Regions from separate parts of the Mus musculus genome. Here region 1 is linked to region 2. The links are chromatin contacts, called in public Hi-C maps. All regions are on one chromosome and are shown on one strand. Each heading gives the region's core, a stretch centred on a gene start, on an enhancer-like site or on the middle of the called end of the contact. The rest is flanking DNA. Distances are from core to core; before and after follow the strand shown.

Evidence for each region. Hi-C and Micro-C count contacts between places; a contact is called where the count stands out from the background.
Region 1: a Hi-C map of the N1E-115 cell line shows a contact between it and region 2, with 2.1 times the contacts expected there. The contact joins the enhancer-like site here to the promoter of Gpd1l in region 2. A contact is called at or near these places in 1 of 484 Hi-C or Micro-C datasets (the N1E-115 cell line), 2 of 115 datasets of contacts at active chromatin or transcription factors (bone marrow-derived macrophages and embryonic stem cells) and 3 of 9 other capture datasets (adipose tissue, liver and pancreatic islet).

What each region holds. Positions count from the first base shown.
Region 1 is chr9:115,045,688-115,053,006 of GRCm38.p6, forward strand. The region is part of intron 1 of Osbpl10 (oxysterol binding protein-like 10); the gene reads left to right. Among named protein-coding and RNA genes, the nearest start is that of Rps27rt, 67 kb to the left of the region's middle. Within about 2 kb of position 4,839, at least 29 of the 459 cell types and tissues checked have an H3K27ac peak or open chromatin away from gene starts, as enhancers often do. A contact at or near this core is called in the N1E-115 cell line and pancreatic islet, where this site is marked.
Region 2 is chr9:114,931,683-114,938,999 of GRCm38.p6, forward strand. Gpd1l (glycerol-3-phosphate dehydrogenase 1-like) reads right to left here and starts at 2,305. Exons shown (of 8, transcript NM_175380.5): 1 at 1,989-2,305. The coding sequence starts at 2,035.

The DNA of each region.
Region 1 (7,319 bases), core at 3,589-6,088, 120 kb after region 2:
TCACACTTCTGGCCCTGGTCCTCCTGTGTGTTGCTCATGCTCACAGGTCTCTGTGACAGGCCAAATTGGATCTCCTACACAGCAATATGTTGTCACACTCTACTTCCGTTCTTCTCAGGAGCTTATTGTATGGTTGGGGCGGTAGCTCAGTTGGTGAAGTGCTTGCCATAAAAACAGGAGGACCCAAGTTCCATCCCCAGAACCCCCACAAAAGTCCAGTGTGACTTCAGCACTGGGAGCAAACACAGGGTGATTCTCAGAGGTCCTGGGTGGGCCAGTCTAGCAGAATTGGCAAGCAGTAGGTTCAGTGGGGAGACCCTTTCTCAAAGAGTATGGTCTATGACAATTGGGGACACCTGCTGTTGACCTCTGGCCTCCACACACATCCACAGGCATGCATGGGCATCTACAAACATGCACATGCGTGTGTATACACACATACACACACATAGGCACACACACATACACGCATATACACAGAGTCATGTACACACACATACAGAGTCATGTACACACAAACACACAAATGTACAAGGCATACACACAGAGACACACATACACACACAGGCATGCACACACATACATATAGAGGCATATACACACATACATTCAGGGGTATGCACACACACACAAAGGCATGCACACACACATATACACAGAGAGGCACACACACATACACAGGACTTCACACACACACACACACACACACACACACGCGCACGCGCGCACGCACACACAGAGGTACTAACAAACACACAGAGGTGCACACACAGTAAAGTACTGATTGGCACTAAATACACTCCTTGTATCTCTGTAGTTTCCGTCAATGGAACACTGTCTCCACTCCACGAGGGCAGGAATTAGTTTCTGTGCGACTGTTTCTGTCTCTCCTGTGGAGACTTAGGAATCAAATTCCACTCCACTGAAAGAACAGCCAGTGTTTTTAACTGCTGAGCCGTCTCTCCAGCCCCCAAGTGTGTGAGAGTTTGCACGAGTATGACCACGCGTGCAATGCATGTGATTTGTGTGCGTGTTCAAGGACCAGAGGTTCACGTTGCTCGTCACCCCTGATTACTCTCCACCTTACCTGATAGGCAGGGTCTCTCACCCGAACCCTCAGCTCACCGGTTGTGTTAGTCTCACTGACGTACTCTGGGAATGCGTCTGTTTCCAGAGTGCTTGGATGACAGGTAGTTTGCCACACATGCCCAGAACCTAAGTGGAATCTGAACTCTGGCCCTCTAGCTTGTGTGACTTGCACTTTACCCACTGAGCCATCTTCTTATCCTCCCATCTGCCTTTGAAGATTTTTATAAAATGGCCAGTGATCTAAATGGGGCAATAATTATGAGGAGACATGTTTTCGGCTTACTGGAATCACAAGGGAAGGTGACTGAACCTCCTTAGTCACAACCCTGAACTAAGCCCAGATCAAGGGAACTCCCTGAGGAATCCCAGGGCACTTAGTAGGGCTGTTCAGAATATCACTGACAGATGACATGAGGAGTCGTAATAATATGCAGCCTTCAGCCCCAGCTCCCTGGCTGCAGCTGGGTCACACACAGTCTATAAAGAAATCATCTAAGAGTTGGCCCCAAGGTGGCTGAGAGGCAGGAAGACTGGAGTGGAAAGGGCTTGGCTGTTTGGCCCTCTTGGTTAAAAGCTGGCCTTTGGTTTGCTCTCTCCTGGTGAGTGTCACTGGCAGGTTATCTGCAGAGCAGGAAGGGTGCCCACCTACTGCCCTGTGCTGACTGGATTGCTGTGTATACGGTCTGAAACACGTGAGGAGGTCACTGCCTAAAGCTGTTCCGATGAACAGGCAAGGTTAATAAGCCTGACCGTGGGACGTGCTCAAAATTCTGTTAGACACAAATGTGTGTTTGCACACCTGCAGGGAACATGGATTTCCCCCTTTCCCTTCCTCCTCCTGTCCTTTCTCCCTTTCTTCCTTCCTCCCTCCTTCCCTTCCTTTTTTGAGATAGGGTCTCAGTCTGGCCTTGAACTCACGATGTAGTCAAGGATGACTTTGAAGTCCAGACCCTCCCCCTCCCAAGTGTTGGAATTGTAGGTGTGTGGCCCCCCTGTACCCAGGTACTTTCTTCTCTTTATTATCTCTCTCTCTCTCTCTCCCTCTCTCCCTCTCTCTCTCTCTCTCTCTCCCCTCTCTCTTAATTGAGAGTCTCCAGTCTCCTCTGGTCTCAAACTCTTTGTTTATGTATGTGTGTGTATATGAGAGAGAGAGAGAGAGAGGGAGAGAGAGAGAGAGAGAGAGAGAGAGAGAGAGAGAGAGATTCTGTCTGTGTGTCTGTCTGCATGTACATGTGTATAGGCCACAGGACAATTTAGGGAGTGATTCTACGGAGCTGTCCATCTTGCTTTGTGTGAGGCAGTCTCTCTGATTTGTCTAGGCTGACTGGCCAGCGAGCCAAGGGTCCTTTTACCTCTGCCCCCTCAACAGTGAGAATACAAATGTCACCATGTGCCTGTGTGCTATGCTGCTTTGTCTTAAATCTAAGTTCTAGGGTAGAGCGCAGGTCCTTGTGTGTGTCCAGCAAGCACTATGCTGACTGAGCTCTCTCTCCAGCCTCTGGCCTTGAACCCTTGATCCCTTGCATCTGCTCCTGGGTGCTGAAGAGACAGGCTTGTGCCACCATGCACTCGCTCCCCACCCCCCAACCCCATCCTTCCTTGTCTTTCTGTGAAGTTTTCCTTTGAGGTAATTGGACTAGTCAGAGTGGCTAAGCAAGTGACAGGGTTTTGACAGGGAGTGTTTTCCTGCTAATCTCTGCCCTCCTCTTTCCGGACCTTAATCTCAACTGCCCTCAAGAGTCGTCACTAATGTCCTGAAAGTGGCTCTCCTTATGGAATGTCACGTGCTCCCGGATGCATTAATGAACTTAATGTTCTTGTGTGTGGCTTGAGAAATCGGCGTCGCAGCATGTACCTACAGAAAGCCACCGCTGATCGTGTCCCTGCATAAACAGGCCAGCTACTACAACTGGTTAGCATTTCCTTCATTTATACAATTTGGTGGTCCCTGCACTGTGCTTGCTGTATGCGGAGGAGAACTTTGAGGCTTTTGCAAACACTGCCTTAGCTTGTGCCCACAGCTCCTGAGGGGAAGATAGTTCTTATCACCCAGTGCCTCTGTTGCTCGTGCCTTTGTTTTGTGTGTGTGCCTGCTGTTACGTTAGAGGCCACTCTCTCCCAGAAACCAGCCCACACCTCCCCGCAGCTACTGGATAGAGTGGGTCAGCAAGTCTGCAGTGGCCTTTCCTGCTGTGGGCTTTAGGTCTCCCTCACCCTTGCAGTTGTGAGCCCAGAGCCCCACCCCCATTGCTTAGACCCAGAGCCCCGCCCCCATTGTGTAGACCCAGAGCCCCGACCCCCAGTGCCTAGACCCAGAGCCCCGCCCCCCAGTGCCTAGACCCAGAGCCCCGCCCCCCAGTGCCTAGACCCAGAGTCCCGCCCCCCAGTACCTAGACCCAGTACTTTGAATTGTTTTTACTACTTCTCTCTAGTGCCTTCCTGCCTTGTGACTGGCACATAGGTGGGGCTGCCTGATGGGACATAGGTGTGGAGTCCTCCAAGAACCAGGAACTCCTTTCCTTTGGAATTGTGGGGGTCTGATGGGTTGCCCGCCAGGCTAATCATGATCCGGCTCTCTCCTAAGGAAGCTCTGGGACCTGCATTTCTGCTCTCCCACCTAGGTCATGGCTACCTATGCTAAGTTTCCCCTTTAATTCAGCCTTTCTGAGGGGTTGTCCATCTCTGCTTTCTTTTTGACAAACCATTTCTAGCATCTTTTATTCTTTCTTTTTAAAGATTTATTTATTTAATTATTTATTTATTGTATATGAGTACACTGTAGCTGTGCAGATGGTTGTGAGCCATCATATGGTTGCTGGGAATTGAACTCAGAACTTCTGCTCGCTCTGGCCCCGCTTGCTCTGGCCTAAAGATTTATTTACTATTGTATCTAAGTACACTGTAGCTGTCTTCAGACACACCAGAAGAGGGCGTCAGATCTCATTACCATGGTTGCGAGCCACCATGTGGTTGCTGAGATTTGAACTCAAGACCTTCGGAAGAACAGTCATTACTCTTAACCGCTGAGCCATCTCTCCAACCCTTCTAGCGTCTTTTAATCTTTATAACGCCTGCCTCTGTTTTAAGAAATGTTTGTTGCCGGAAACCCCAAAAGTGAGGATTCTGCTCATGAGCACACAGATGCTGCTCCTGGTATGTCTCCCCCCCCCCCCCCCCAGAAAACAGGGCAGGTTACACCTTTCTTCTGAGTTCAGCGGCTAAACACAGCCGTTTCTTGTCACAGACTGTGACAAGTTCTGACTGAGCTGGGAATAACTCCTATACGGTGGCCTTTGAGTTAAGCTGGTGTCCAACTCTGGCCCAGACTGGCCTCTCTTTGGGATTATATGTTCCCTGGAGAGTGCCTTGTGTGCCCACAGTTGCCCCGGGAAAACCCGAGCGACTGTGATATGACTCCACGTGGTCCCCACAGACAGTTCTGTGCACAGCTCTGTGCTAAAGGGACACAGATTTCAATCTAGTATGTGGTGGTTCCTCATTTGCTCTTTCAGATTCACCTAATTAAATGCCAGGTGGAGCCAGCAGTCAGCTAGCCAGCCAGGGCATTTCAGTTGGAGACTTCGTACTTTTCTAGATCCTTCTGAGGTAGTCCAGTCTGATTGCCCATAGATCATGCTGGCTTCTTGGTGCATTAGTGCCTGGGACTAATTGCCTGCTTGGCCCGGCCTGTCCTGCCCGGCCCTGAGATTGCTGACTGGGTGGCTATTAGGCTCTTGCTGAGTGTTTTTGGTTCCCTGCCAGTCTGGGAGGTGTGGGTCATGCTTGGCAAAAGGAAATTGAGCAATCAAACTAATGTAGGTGTGAGCCGCCCTCCCTGGAGAAGAGATAGTGGGAGAGGCCGAGAGAGGAAAGCAGGGCGCTATTGGCTAACTTTCTCCCCAGGGTAACAGACCCTACAGAAGCAACTTTAGGGTTTCTTTTGGTTCACAGTTTGAGAGTGCAGTCTGTCATGATGGCAAAGATAGCAGGAGCAATGGACAGCTCGTTCCGCTCATGTGAGGGAGACACTTTCCATCTTTGTTAAACCTCCCTGGACATCCCTTCATAGACACACACATTAGTGTGTCTTCTAGGTGACTCAGAGTCCGAGTCCAGGGAAGTTGACAGCTAAGACTGACCCTCACTGTATTTCCTGTGACCCCTTGCCACCCCCGAAGCATTCTTCCCTCAGTTTGTGGATCTCCCTTTGGTCCCCTTTCCTTTCCTTCTCCTATGCTGACTCTGGCATTGAGACTATTCCTGGGTACCCTGGAGTTCTCTGCCTCTGAATTCCTGTCTGCATTTGGAAAATTTACAGTGTTTCCTCCTTTCCGCCTCCCTGCATTTAAAATAGTTCTTTGGGGGGTGGGGGTGGGTGGGTCTGGAGAAATGGCTTCATTGGTTACGTGTTCCTACTGTTCTTGCAAAGGACACCAGTTCAGCTCCCAGCACCCATTTCAGACAGACCGGAACCACCTGTGAGTTCAGCTCCAGGGCACCTGATGCCTTTCCTCCAGGTTCCTGCAGTCATATGAGCACATCCACACACTGATGCACATGCATGCACAAAATAATAAAATCTAAAAAATTGGGGAAGGGTGGGACGGTCCTGGGGAGATGGCAAGGAAGAGAGAAAGGAAGAGAGAAAGAAAGAGAGAAAGAAAGAGAGAAAGAAAGAGAGAAAGAAAGAGAGAAAGAAAGAGAGAAAGAAAGAAGAAAAGAAAGAGGGCTGGTGAGATGGCTCAGCGGTTAAGAGCACCGACTGCTCTTCCAAAGGTCCCGAGTTCAAATCCCAGCAACCACATGGTGGCTTACAACCATCCGTAACAAAAATCTGATGCCCTCTTCTGGAGTGTCTGAAGACAGCTACAGTGTACACACATATAATAAATAATTAAATCTAAAAAAAAAAAAAAAAGAAAAACGAGAGAGAGAGAGAGAGAGAGAGAGAAAGAAAGTGAAGTTGAGGCCCTATGTCCTGAAGTGGGAGTTTTCACAGGCCTCTATCTCTGAGAAAAACCATGTAGTGTACGGTCAGAAGTGTACTGTGGGCAAATGGCTACATCTGCTGTGTTCTTACATTTTTGTTGCTGGTGGGATTGAACCCATGGCATCCTCGCTGCTAGGCAAGCACTTGGGTACCGAACTATACCTGCTGCCACAGGTTGCATCTGCTGTTGCTTAGGTCTAAAACTCTTGGGGGTTAGTCAGCCCCTCTGTGCCTTGGCACGCCTGTTTCCAAATCAGAAACAGTGGTGCCACCTTCTCCTTGGGAAGGTGTGGAGGGAAGGATTCCCAGTCTTGAGTTTTCTCTGTGCTCACTGCAGTTTTCTGTAGTCTGTCACTGGCTGAAAGCGCAGGCTCCGGATACACTGTAGCAGTAGGTGATTAATGATGCTCTCATCCACCAGGGGGTGGAGGTGGCAGGGAAGTCCTCCCTGCCACCTGCCCCAGTTTTCTGGGCTCCTGAGTGAAAGATCTCACACACACACACACACACACACACACACACACACACACACAGCCTTCTATTTTAGTATGCCTTAAACAGCTCAATGACTGGGCCACTCCAAATCTTCATGCAGCTGGCACACTCTCCCCTCCAACACTCCTGAATTATTACTGACTAAGACCTATATTCCATCCTGGCCACCCCAGCCCCAGGCCTGCAGCCTTCCTGGGCCATGATCCCTGACTCTTACATGTTGGCAATCTCTCTGTCCTACACTTCTCAGGTCTGGTCTTTCTCCTTTCTTGCAAGGCAGTTCTAAATCCACCTTCCTCTCTTGGTCCCCTTACCCACGAATCTTAAAGTCCTTCCTGCCTCTGTCTCCCTGCCCAGCCATTGGCCACCGGCAACTTTATTTACCAATCAAAGCCAACAGGGGCAGGAACCTTCAGTGTGTTACACACAGATTCTCATGCAGTTTTGGGAACCTAGTTAACATAATACAAGCGTTAGACCAAATCCACAATAATATACCCAGTAAACAAACAAAGAAGATCCTACACAAAGTGCCCACAATACAAGGACCTAGCTCCATCTCTGCCACTCATGTAAAAATCCAGGCATCTCAGTGTTGGCAAGGGGCTTGCTTGCCAGCCAGTCTAGCCAACCAGGGAGCCCCAGACCCAGTGAGTGACCTTGTCTCAGACTTTAAGATGGGAACTACTGAGGAAGACACCCGATGTCGATGTCTGACCTCCACAGCCCTTAGGAAGTCCCTGTT
Region 2 (7,317 bases), core at 1,055-3,554:
TCCTCTTTCCCAGCACCTGCACGCACAGCGGTTCACACCCATCTGTAACTCAGTTCCAGGAAATTCTCTGCCCTCCTCTGAGCTCTGCAGGGACCAGGCACAAGCACTTACAGATATACACAGGCAAAAACTCATATCCATACAAATAAAAATTAAACAAACTGGGGCTGGAGAGAGGGCTCAGCCGGTAAGAGCACTGACTGCTCTTCCAGAGGTGCTGAGTTCAATTCCCAGCAACCACATGGTGGCTCACAACCATCTGTAATGGGAACTGATGCCCTCTTCTGGTGTGTCCGAAGACAGCTACAGTGTACTCATATATATAAAAGAACATTTAAAAAAAATCTTTAAAAAAAATAAACTGTAATAAAAATAAAAAGCATGACTTTAAATTTCTGATTCCTCTGTCTGCCCCGTCAAGGACTGGAATTCCAGGCAGGTGTTACTACAACTCTTGGCTTTTAAAACACATGGCAGAGCCAGGCACTGGTGGTACACGCCTTTAATCCCAGCACTTGGGAGGCAGAGGCAGGCAGATTTCTGAGTTCGAGGCCAGCCTGGTCTACAAAGTGAGTTCCAGGACAGCCAAGGCTAAGAGAAACCCTGCCTCAAAAAACCAAAACACATGGCAGTCTGGCTGGGAGTGGAGTTGCTTCCTAGAAGCAAGGCCCCAGGGTCTGATCTACAACAGCACCAGAGTATTAACTTAGCAACAGAGTAGTTTTACGTAATTTGAGTGTGGGTGATGTAAGGAGTCTCCTCCACGACAGAGCATTCATTATTACTCAAGAGGTTCGATCTCCATAACCAAAGGGGGGGGGGGGGAGTGGGCTGGGCAATGTGGCCCTTGCATCGTCTTTAATAGCAGCAATCAAATCTGAGAGTAGATCGCTTGGTCTACCCAGCAACTATCAGGCCAGAGCTAAAGTAAAACCTGCCTCAAAGAAAAAAAATTTTTTTATTTAGTATATGCCAGGCACCAGGTAAAGGACTGAGGCCAACGCAAGGGTAGAGGCCAGCAATAGGAGGCCGGGGAGAGGCCACCGGTCCAGCCAGCTAAGGTTTCCTCCAAAAGTCCTTTCAGAGCCAAGTTTTCAAAGACCAGTCAGGTGGCTCCGACGACTCCAGAACAGTACCGCTTCTAGCAGCCTGAACTGTGGTGTGCGTCAGACCACAGGAAAACAGAAGGGGACAGAAGCCACGAGAATGGCCTTCAACTGTTCCACCCCTGGGCCGCGGGAAAAGTCTGGAACGCACCATACTCTGCCTCCTTCTCACGGAGACCCCCAACTTCTCCTGCGTTAAGGGCCACCAAGGTATGCAAACTACTGGAGGAGCTTCAAAGCCCTCTAAGCACCAAGCACTTTACAAGTTAAGTCAGAAAATACAGCCCAGTGGTGACGCGAAGCTCTGCAAACACCTTTCCCTGGGACCCTCACGTCCCGGTTGGGGGCTTGTTTTCTCTTCTCGGATACCACGTTAACATGATTGGGAACCACTCGCCAGAGGAAATGAGAACTGTCTCTTGAAGCCAGCACTGTCCCAGGTAGCAAGGACCCTTCTCACGCTCTGTGCCTCCGTTTCCCCAATCCCAAAACTGCAGTAAGGACAACTGAGCCTCTGCAAATTCCTCCACGGGGGTGATCGGCAGGGGAGAATAGAGAACGCCCTTGGGTTGTTTTGCCAAGTACCCGGGCGTGGCGAGCAGGTGGCCCTAACCGCAGGGTTACCAGTGCGCAAACAGGTGCCCGCGGGCGCGGTGCGCGCTACCACCCGGGCCACCTTGGCCCCGCACCTCGCGCTCTGGTTCCTCGGCGTGGCCTCTGTCCGTGCAGTGTCCAACCGGGACAGGCGGTCGCAGGCCCGCCTCTCTGCCTACCCGCGATGCCCTGGTGTCCACGCTGAAGCAGCGGGAGAGCAACCCTGGCCGGCCCGGAACCGGGGCTTCCTGGAGGCGGAGACCGCGCCGCCCACCCGCCTCTGCTCACCAGTTCCCCGAGCCCACGATGCACACTTTCAGAGGCGCCGCTGCCATGGCCAAGCCGGATCGCTGCTGCACAGCCTTCCTCTCAGGGCCAAGCCGGATCGCTGCTGCAAGTCGGATCGCTGCTGCAAGTCGGATCGCTGCAACACACACTGTGCCTCCCAGGCCGGCTGCTCACCTCCACAGGAACGGCCTAGTATAGGCGCTCCGGGCGACCCCGCCCCGCCCTCCTGTCCGCCAATGGCCACCGCCACCCTGCCTAGGCGCCTAGGGCCACAGCTGACAGCCCGGAGGACCCGCCCCACCACTCCCAGGAACCACTGCGCACGCCTGGTCCGGGTGGGTGGCCGGGTCAGCCTCCGGTGTCGCCCCACCCCTGCCCTAGGAATGTTGGGATGTGTAGTCCACCTCCCTGCGGGCTCCCTTTCAGTTCCAGGCGGGCCACGTGCAGGCCAATGTTATTGCGCAGACTGGAGCTCTGAGCTCCTGCTGCTGAGTGTCACTATCCTGGACAGAGCAAGCCCGACCCAACTTATACAAGTGTCACCTAATCGCAATTTGCGCAGGGACAACTATCACTTAAGGGTGGAGCCTAGACAGCCTAAGTAGTTGACTATGAATTCACCCAGATTTGGAGCCTGCGCCTGCTTTAACAACGGCTGTCAAATTCGTATAAACGGGACAAGTCCAGGCACCCCTGAATTTCCTAGCGAGCCTGGAGCTTTAAGTCTTCTGCCATTGATCTGGGAGTATCTACTCTACAAGGGTGGCGTCGTAGTTCAGTTGGTAGAGAACTAGATTGAACACAGGAAGTTCAAACACTAGCGCCTGGTGGCTCTGGCCTGTAATCACAGCACGTGGGAGACGGAGGGAGAATCTGGAGTCCCAGGTTATCCTTGGCCAAATAAAAATGGGAGGCCACCTTGTCGCAAACAAGTACCCTTGCATTTCAGGATGGAAAACTTGTCTACACAGGATCAAAGCAGAAACTTGAACTGTCCCCCTCATACGGTTACCCAAAGGGCATGCCCCTTTTCTCTCCCTGCCAGAGCTTCACAAAAAAGCCATCCAAACTGCTGTACTGCAATTGGGCACGCCGCGGCCGCGAAAAACAGAGATGGTGGAATGTGTTGTAATCTCAGCTTCAGGGAGGTAGAGACAGGACGATCGGCAGTTCAATGTCATCCTTAACTAGACAGTGAGTTTGAGGCTAACCTGGGTCACGTGAGCCCCTATCACAAAGCAAAAGCAAGAATGGAGAGTGCTAGCTCACTTAGCAAGGAAAGGTGTAACCCTAATGGAAGTCAGATCTCCAGGGCCCACGGAGGAAGGAGAGAATCGCACAGCCTCACAATAGTAAACAAACTTATTTTAATTAATTCATTTGTTGAGACAGAGTCTCACAGTGTAGCCCTGGATGGTCTAAAACATGCTAAAGACCAGGGTGGCCTCAAACTCACAAGAGGTCTGTCTGCCTCTCCCTCCCAAATGCTGGGATTAAAGGCAACTATCTGGATTAAATTAAATTCATTAAATTAATGTCTGGTTTAAAATAAATTTAATTTAAAAATAGAATAGGTTTATTTCTTGCACTCTAGAGGCAGAGGCAAATTAGTCTCTTTGAGTCAAGGCCAGCCTGGTCTACATAGCAAGTTCCAGGTCAGCCAAGGCCAAACAGTGGGATCATTTTAAAACACCAAGTCAAACTGTGTGTGGTGATAAATGCCTTTAATACCCAAATGGGCAGGTCTGTATGAATTGGAGGCCATCCTGATCTGTATAGTCTGGTTACACAGCGAGGCTCTGCTGCATAATGAGTTCCAGGCCTGCCTGGGGCGGGGGAGGGGAGCACAGGAGACCCCATCCCCCAGCTCCAGTGGTTGAGAAAGGAGCCCTTGGCAAGGTGGCCCTGCCTTGAGAAGGGAAGCTTTCTGGGGAGCCAGAGAGTGGACCCACAAATAACTGAAATAGAAAATTGGGCACAGAGGAGGGCTCTCCATTGGGTTCGGGGAGCCTCCTGAAAAACAGTGGAGGCCAGCACCACGTGGGCATCACTGGTGACACAAGTGACCATTTTCTGAGAGATGGAAAGGCTTGTCATGAAGAAAAGAAAGCACCATTTGGGCTAGCCTCAGTCCTGTACGGTGCTCACTTTGGTCCATTTCCTTCTGAGTTCAGGAGTGGGTGGGAGTTTAGCTGCCAGAAGGTATTGATATAAATAGACAGCGAAGTGAGTTTGGCTGTTGGGGCTCAAACTACAGAGTGGGAAAAGCTCTTCATGAGGTCAGAATTATTAGAAAACATGACTCTCTCTTTATTTTTTCAATGGTGTTGGGGTTCAATCCTAGGCCGTGTGTGTGTGTGTGTGTGTGTGTGTGTGTGTATGACAGGAGTTCTATTATTTAGCTATGTAGTCATCCCTTTCTTTTCTTTTTTTTTTTTCTTTTTTTGTTTGTTTGTTTTTTTGGTTTTCTGAGACAGGGTTTCTCTGTATAGCCCTGGCTGTCCTGGAACTCACTCTGTAGACCAGGCTGGCCTTGAACTCAGAAATCCGCCTGCCTCTGCCTCCCAAGTGCTGGGATTAAAGGCGTGCGCCACCACGCCCGGCAGTCATCCCTGTCTTATTTTGTGACAAGCTCTTGATAAGTTGCCTTGGGCCTTTGATATACAGCCCACTCTGACCTGGAATTCAAGACTCCTCTGTCTCTGCCTCTACAGTGCTAGGGTTACAGGCATGTACTGCCCCTCCAGGCTCTCAGCCCACCCTGAAGTATTTGCTTATTTTAATTTATTTTCTGGCCTTGGTGTTTGTGTGCATGTGTGGTACATACATGTGTGTGCCCTTGTGTGTGCATGCACAGGCCTGAGGTGGTTGTTAAGTGCCTTCCTCTCTCCATCTCTTCCTCTCTCTATCTCTAGTTTTTGAGACAAAGTCTTTCCCTTAGCCTGGAGTTTAATTAGGTTGATTGGTCAGCAAGGTCTGTTGGATCTTCCTGCCTCAAACTCCAACGCATGGGACTACAGACCCATGCTGTTAGATTTGGCTTTTTAAGTGGGAGTTGGGGAACTGAACTTGGGTCCTTGGGCTTGCAGAGCAAGCACTACACCCACTGAGCCATTACCTGGCCTTATTTTTTCCCTTTAAGTTTTATATTATTCTCATGAGTATGTATGTGTGCATATATACTTCACTCATGTGCAGTATCCACAGAAGCCAGAAGAGGGCGTCAGATCCCCTGGAGCTGGAGTTATAGGCTGTTGAGAGCTCTGACAGGGAACGGAGGCATCCTGAGGCAGAGCAGCCAGTGCTCTTAGCTGCTGAGCACCTGTCCAACCCCTTGACTTTCATCCATCCATCCATCCATCCATCCATCCATCCATCTATCCATTCATTTGTTCATTCATTGACAGGGTCTCACTGTGAAGCTTTGATGCACTCTCAATGCCACTTGCCCACCTTTCTGCTTCAGTGTGCCCCTCCCCTTACAGCCTCTGGGGCGTGATCTTTGTTCTTGGCAGAGCAGGCTACAAGTGGAATTGCCCATCTTCAATATTGCTCTTGACAGTCCAATGAGCAATTACATATTTTTGGCTGAAGAGGCAATGCCTAAAACTTCTAAAGAGCTTTTATCTCCCTTCATGAGGGAAATACGGATGCAATGGATAAAAGGTAGGTTTGTCAGCTCAGGAGAACCAAATAGATCTTCGGACACTTAACAGTCGGGTGCGTCAACTCTCATTTGCTGACATCGAGATTCACTAAGTTATCAAAATGGTTTGTGTCTCAGGTTTTATGCATTAACAAGAGATGGGCAGGGATTTAAAATACAAAGCTGATGCTGCATATCTCGAGGCTGAGCACACGGCTCTGAGGGTTAAGTGCCTTGGTGTACAGGAGTCTGGACCTGAGCTCAGATCCCTACACCCCTGTGAAAGATGAGGCATAATTGCCAGCATAAGTGATCTAAAGAGACTGTATCACAAAATAAAAAGCCAGGGGCTGGTAAGATGGCTCAGAGGTAAAGGTGCTGCGGCTAAGCCTGCTGACCTGAGTTCAATCCCCAGAACCTACATGGTGGAATGGACTTCTGAAAGTTGTCCTTGAACTCCACACTATGGCATATTTGTGGCCCCCCAATGAAATAAATAAACATAATAAAATATGAAAAGAATATGAAAATTGAGCGCTGAAGATAGAGCTTATTGACACAGCAAGTGGGAGGCATGGGATTCAATCCTCATTGCTACAAATAAGAATAAAATAAATTGCTTTGAAACATCCTCCACTGGGGGCTGGTGAAATGGATCAGCGGTGAAGAGCAGTCAGTGCTCTTCCGTACGTCATGAGTTCAAATCCCAGCAACCACATGGTGGCTCACAACCACTTGTAATGAGAAACAAATAAAAAACCTTTAGGCCGAAGTGAGCCAGGCCAGAGCAAGCTGGGCCGGAGCGAGCAGGAAGAGGGAGAAGGGACGGGGGAAATATCCTCCATTGAGAGGCAGAGGCAGTCTGAGCTCTGTAACTTCAAGGCCAATCTGGCCAACAGAGTGTCTACATAGTGATTTCCATGTCAGCCAGGGTTACACAGTGAGACTCTGTCTTTAAAAACAAACCAACAGACAAACAAACCCCAATAACAAACAACAGCAACAACAAAATAATCTACCATTGCAACATGTATGTATGTATGTATATATGTATGTGTGTGTGTGTGTTTATCAGAGCCTCTTGTTACCCAGGGTGGCCTGGAATCCACAAAGTAGTGAAGGATGACCTTGAACAACAACAACTTCTTCTTCTTCTTCTTCTCCTTCTCCTTCTCCTTCTCCTTCTCCTTCTCCTTCTCCTTCTCCTTCTCCTTCTCCTTCTCCTTCTCCTTCTTCTTCTTCTTCTTCTTGTTTTTCGAGACAGGGTTTCTCTGTGTAGCCCTGGCTGTCCTTGAAACTCACTCTGTAGACCAGGCTGGCCTCGAACTCAGAAATCTGCCTGCCCCTGCCTCCTGAGTGCTGGGATTAAAGGCGACCTTGAACTTCCAATCCTCCAGGTTTTATTGGGATCACAACTGTGAACACAGGCTTTCTTGGCCATGAAGTGTAGGCATTTGGACTCCACTGAGAGATGCCTCGCTGGTTTCAGAGCACTTGGTGCTCTTGCAGAGGACCTGGGTTTGATTCTCAGCACCCACATGGTGGTTCATAAACATGTACCATCCCTAACTTCAGGCCAGGGCACCCAACCCCCTCCAACTCTCGGAAATCTGCTGGCTCCTGCTTCTGCAACCCCCCAAGTTGATGCTGAACCATCCCACTGGCCCTTTTCCCATCGTCCTC